Linked DNA regions of Rattus norvegicus: region 2 is linked to region 1. A link is a contact called in public Hi-C data. All regions are on one chromosome and are shown on one strand. The core of a region is the stretch at or near the end of the contact, and the rest is flanking DNA. Distances in the headings are between cores, read along the strand shown. Region 1 holds the start of Samhd1 (SAM and HD domain containing deoxynucleoside triphosphate triphosphohydrolase 1). Region 2 overlaps Rbl1 (RB transcriptional corepressor like 1).

Region 1 (2,700 bases), core at 111-2,610:
TGTGGGTGGGGTGGAGCTTAGACAGAATGCTAACAAGCTGCTCTCCAGGAATCCTCCAGGACTCCACTGCCAGACCAGGATTGCTATGACAACCAGACAATGACCACAGTCTTGGCCTTTTCCGGAGTCTATCAGCCATTGTTGGACTACACGAACTAAATCCTGTAAACAAGTCTAATAAACTCTCCTTAAACACTCACATAACTATTTATTCTAACACTTCTGTTCCTTTAGAGAGTACTGACTTATGCCACAAGTGATTTATTAAGATTTATTAAGAGCGTTTAGAAGCAGGTTCAGTCTCTGTCACTTCTTAGCTCTTTCTCCCTCTCTCCCTCCCTCCCACCTTTAATACTTCACTTTTCTACGTCTGAAATTTGTTAAATGAATATTTGTAAAGCCTTTAGAACAGGGCCCTGTTCACAACAGCACTGTTTTGCTAAGAATCCTTTAATTCATCAGATTTCTAGTTTCCTTTTTCTTTTTTTTTTTTTTTTTTGTGCTGGGTATTGAACATCCGGCCTCAAGCTTGTTTTTTTTTTATACCTGAGCATCACTTACAGCTGTTGGGCTCACCACGAAGCATCTAATTTGTACTGCTTGATGATCTAGATGTGTATGTGTCTTGGTTTCTGAAAAGGTGTAAATTAGTGGTCGGTTTACTAGTATGGATAAGGATTGATGGGGAAGTTTGGGTTCTGTCTCAAAATGGCTTAAAGTCCGAGGGGGGAAAAAAAAAAAAAGCCGGCCACTTTGACACTGGCTAGTAATTAGTAAAAATCCTGTCTATTTGGAAATGAGTTTGGTATCTTAGGGTGGTCCCCTGCCAACTAACTGAATTTGTGAAATGTAAAAGGACAGTCTGACAACCAACCAGGCAATCATTTCAGGGTCTTCCAGATAGGCCAATCGCTTGTCCATTGTTTTCTACTCTAGGATGGGGCTGGCAGCTTCCTTGCCTTTTAGGGTTTTTTCGTTTTGTTTTCTTTTGTTTTGAACAAGTTGACAGCTTGGAGTGTTTGAAACCCGGCAAAACGTTTTTTGTTTCGAGAAAGATAACTGTAGTTCACCAGAAGACCCTTCTAATCTGGAGTGTGGTGGAAGCTTCATTATCCTCACATGTCCTCTTCACCCTGGCCCGGTCCTCACTGAAGTCTCCACCCTTAACCACAGCCCCAAGTTTTGCTTCTCTAATAACTCCGCCCTTTCGGAGAAACATAAGGGCGGAGTTGAGGACGAGCACCTAGTCATTGCGCTTGCGCAATGGACCAGGCCCTAGTGCCCCAGGGAGGCCACGCTCCCCGGCTGATGTCCAGCGCGCCTGCGCAGTAGGCCCAGAGGCTTATAAAACTGAATGGACTCGCCTTCGGGGCTGCAGAGTCAGTGCGGCTGCGCGCCAAGCGGGTGCCGCGGTACTTGACTTAGCAGCGCCGGGTGTCGGAGGTAGCCATGCAGAGACCAGACTCGGAGCAACCTGCTAAGCGGTCCCGCTGCGATGGCAGCCCAAGGACGCCACCGAGCACCCGTCCTGCAGCAGCGAACGAGTCTGCAGATCCCGAAAGCAGCGACCTCCGAACCTGGGGTCCCGAGGACGTGTGCTCCTTCTTAGAGAAACGTGGTTTCCGAGAGAAAAAAGTGCTGGACATCTTCAGAGGTAGTGGGGCTGAGGGGACGAGGGATGACGACCGAAGGGCCGAGCCGGGAGGCCCCAGGCGGGAGGCATCCTAAGGGGGAAGCTCGCTGAATGGAGGTCCTCTGGGGGAAGCGGCTGGCTGGCGGGAACCCGAACCAGGGGTGGGAGGCGCCCCAATGGGAGGCGAACAGACGGACTGCCAGAGGTGGGCACAGGTGAAATGCAAACTCATGTGCTCGCTCTTGGGGCGGAGAACCTAGGAGAGGCCCTGGGGAGTTTGCATCTTCTTCTGGTGCACGAGTCTCTTCGGGAACTTGTCACTTCTTCTCCTGACAGGAGCGATCCCTGCCCTTCTTAGAAGATTTTACCCCAGACCTCCGGCTGTGGCTTGCGGTCTTTAAGGCTCACCTGGCCTAAGAGACCCTTCTGTGCTAACCGCAGCTCCCGGAACTCTTGGCCCCATGAGAGACTTTGGGTGCTTTTAAGTTTAACTCTTAAGCTGGTCCCGGAATTTGGGGTTTTCCTAAAAGGGGAGGGAAGGTAGTTAATCTCCGGATTCTTACTACCATAATATCCGAGTAGGGTTCGGTATGTGCTGATTGTATTTGCAGAGTGCTGCTACTGAGCGAATGTCTCTTACAAAATAAGAACAAGTTATTCAGTTGACCACTGAAACCCCAACATTCCACAACTTGGCCACTCAAAAGGGAGGGTATAGGCTAAGAATTTTAAGTGACTCTTCTGATTCTGGATCATGCATCCCTCAGCACTTTGAATCTGCTCAACTCTTTTTGCCGTGGATGTGAAGCTTAACCCCTTGCATGATCCCCAGAGGTGTTCGCTTGGAAAGTGGCCCCTCAGCGGTTGTGATTTTCAAATTCAGTTGAAGGACTGAGTGTGAAGTTTAAAGTGCCGGTTGTTAAGATAGCTTAAGTGTAGGAACTCACATTTCGCTTTTTCTCTTCCCCACTTCTCCCTGTACAGAAAAGTAACTTGGAGGGTGGGGGTGAGGGAGGTTAAGACAGGGTCTGTCTTATGTAGTCCTGGCTATCCTGTAGACCAGCCTA
Region 2 (2,787 bases), core at 135-2,634, 35 kb before region 1:
GCATCCTTTTCTCTAACATACATTTCACTTGCTTCTTCATACATATACATTGACAGCTTTGCTGTGAACTTTCAGCTTGTGTCTCCAACTGAGAACTCTTGCTTGTGCACTCAGGTATTGCCAATGATGCTGGAGAAATCACACTGGTTCCTATTTCCATGAATACAACTCAGGACTCCACAGCTGAGAGCCTTGTATCACTAACTGCACAGTCATTAATTGGTGCTTCTCCAAAACAGACCCATCTGACTAAAACGCAAGACGCTCCTCTGACCGGAATAAGCAAACCAAAGAGAACTGGGTCCTTAGCACTGTTTTATAGAAAGGTACGTGTTTCCATAGCAGCTGAACAGCGCTCATTCAGCAAAGACTGCATACTAAGCAGTGCTGATCTCTCTTTTTAAATAAAATACACATATTATAAAATTTGTGGGCTGGAGAGATGGCTCAGTGGTTAAGAGCACTGTCTGCTCTTCCAGAGGTCCTGAGTTCAATTCCCAGCAACCACATGGTGGCTTACAACCATCTATAATCAGGTCTGGTGCCCTCTTCTGGCCAGCAGGCGCATACATGCAGGCAGAAAGCTGTATGATTTATATATACATAATAAATAATTTAAAAAAAAATTTGCTACTTTAATTTTTAGGCATACAGTTTGGTGCTAGATACTCAAATCGTTGTGTGACCTTTGCTACTTTTTCATCTTCCCACTCTGAAGCTGCTCTTTACTCATTAAAGTAGAAGCCACCATTTCTCCCTGCTCCCCTGAGATTGCCATGCTGTTTTTTGTCTGTATGAATGTGACTACCTTTGAAAAGCTGCTGTATCCCAGTGAAATGACACACTGGTGTATCTCTCATTGACTGGCTTATTCGTTGGGTACATCTTCCACATTCATCTGTGTGATAACATGTGTGGGGATTTCTTTCTATTTCAAAGCCGAGTAATGTTCTCTATACATAGATGCTACATTTTGTGTATCTATTTGTCTGTTGGTGGACGTTTGGGTCGTTACCACTTTTGGTGTGAGTAGCGCTGCTATGAATATTGGCTCTGTTGTCTCTGCTTTCAGTTTAAGTGTATTCCTAGAAGTGAGATAGTAATCAGTGTCTAGGGTGTCAAGGTTGGGGCTAGAGGTCAGCTTTGGCTGTCATTCTTTTTGTACCACCCACTGTTTTTAAGAGAATTCACTAGGTAAGCTAGGCTGGCTGGCAAGCAAGTCCCAGGAACTCCCATGTGTCTGCATCTCCACAGCACTGGAAATCCAGTGTGTACCACCATGCCCTGCTTCTGTGAGTGAGTTCTGGGCATTGAACCCCAGTTCGCATGCTAGTACAGCAAGCACTCAAGTGCCTGAACTGTTGTGTCTCCCCAACCTCAGTATGTGTTTAAGGAACTGCCATTGTGTTCTGCATGACTGCACAGTTTCACATCCTATGGCAGTGTCCCTCTTCTCCATCAACAATGACAGTGTCCCCTTCTCTATGAACAGTGACAGTGTCCCCTTCTCTATCAACAGTGACAGTGTCCCCTTCTCCTTCTCAACAGTGACAGTGTCCCCTTCTCTATCAACAGTGACAGTGTCCCCCTTCTCCTTCTCAACAGTGACAGTGTCCCCTTCTCCTTCTCATCAGTGACAGTGTCCCCCTTCTCCTTCTCAACAGTGACAGTGTCCCCCTTCTCCTTCTCAACAGTGACAGTGTCCCCCTTCTCCTTCTCAACAGTGACAGTGTCCCCTTCTCCTTCTCAATAGTGACAGTGTCCCCTTCTCCTTCTCAACAGTGACAGTGACCCCTTCTCCTTCTCAACAGTGACAGTGTCCTCTTCTCTATCATCAACAGTGACTTGCTGAGATTTCGGGGGGTTGGTGGGGAGGAATACAAGAACTGTATTCAAAGTGCAATGAGACCTGTTAAAAGCTTAAAAGAAAGGGGAAACTAAGACACCTTGCTCAAGCTCAGGATCAGGAACTTAACGGGTCTCATATATTTTGTAATGAAAAAGCTGTTTGACTTCCTGCTGTTAGACTTTCTCAGTGGTGTCACTGGGCTCAACCTCCAAGGCAATGATGGTGATGGCCTTACACAAAGATCTGCATTGTCAGTGGTGGAGGCAGCAGCCTCATGGAAGAGCAGCAGTGGGACTCACCTCTTTTTGTTTTTGTAGCCCGGGCTACAAAGGGTTGAACCAGGGTGTGTGCGCACACGTGTGTGTGTGTGTGTGTGTGTGTGTGTGTGTGTGTGTGTGTGGTGTGTGTGGTGTGTGTGTGTGTGTGTGTGTGTGTGTGTGTGTGTGTGTGTTTTATGGGTATTTTGCCTGTGTATATGTTTGTTGCACTATATTTTTACACTGTTCCCAGAGGCCAGAAAACAAGTCAGATACCCTTGTTTTTTTGTTTTGTTTTTTTTTTTTTTAAACATTTGTTTATTATGAATACGTCTTACAGCTTTCTGCCTGCATGTACGCCTGCAGGCCAGAAGAGGGCACCAGACTTCAACTCAGATGGTTGTGAGCCACCATGTGGTTGTTGGGAATTGAACTCAGGACCTCTGGGAGAGCAGTCAGTGCTCTTAACCTCTGAGCCATCTCTCCAGCCCCAGATACCCTTGTTAATGGAGTTGCAAGCCCTGGTTGTTGTTAGCTACCATGTGGTGCTAGGATTTGAACACCTATCCTCTGGAAGACCAGATAATGAGCCATTGCTCTTGCTTAGATTTTAGTTTTTCTATGTTTATTAAGTCTACATATCTTTTCGTAAATGTCTAGTCCAGTTCTTTGCCTCCTTTT

Evidence for each region. A called contact is a pair of places that touch in the nucleus more often than the background predicts.
Region 2: a Hi-C map of liver shows a contact between it and region 1, with 2.6 times the contacts expected there. The contact joins the enhancer-like site here to the promoter of Samhd1 in region 1. A contact is called at or near these places in 2 of 12 Hi-C or Micro-C datasets (kidney and liver).

The regions. Positions count from the first base shown.
Region 1 is chr3:166,213,070-166,215,769 of GRCr8, reverse strand. It overlaps Samhd1 (SAM and HD domain containing deoxynucleoside triphosphate triphosphohydrolase 1), which reads left to right and starts at 1,360. Exons shown (of 16, transcript NM_001191743.1): 1 at 1,360-1,654. The coding sequence starts at 1,450.
Region 2 is chr3:166,247,973-166,250,759 of GRCr8, reverse strand. It overlaps Rbl1 (RB transcriptional corepressor like 1), which reads left to right. Exons shown (of 22, transcript NM_001191066.2): 16 at 115-326. Among named protein-coding and RNA genes, the nearest start is that of Samhd1, 35 kb to the right of the region's middle. Within about 2 kb of position 1,384, at least 2 of the 93 cell types and tissues checked have an H3K27ac peak or open chromatin away from gene starts, as enhancers often do. A contact at or near this core is called in liver, where this site is marked.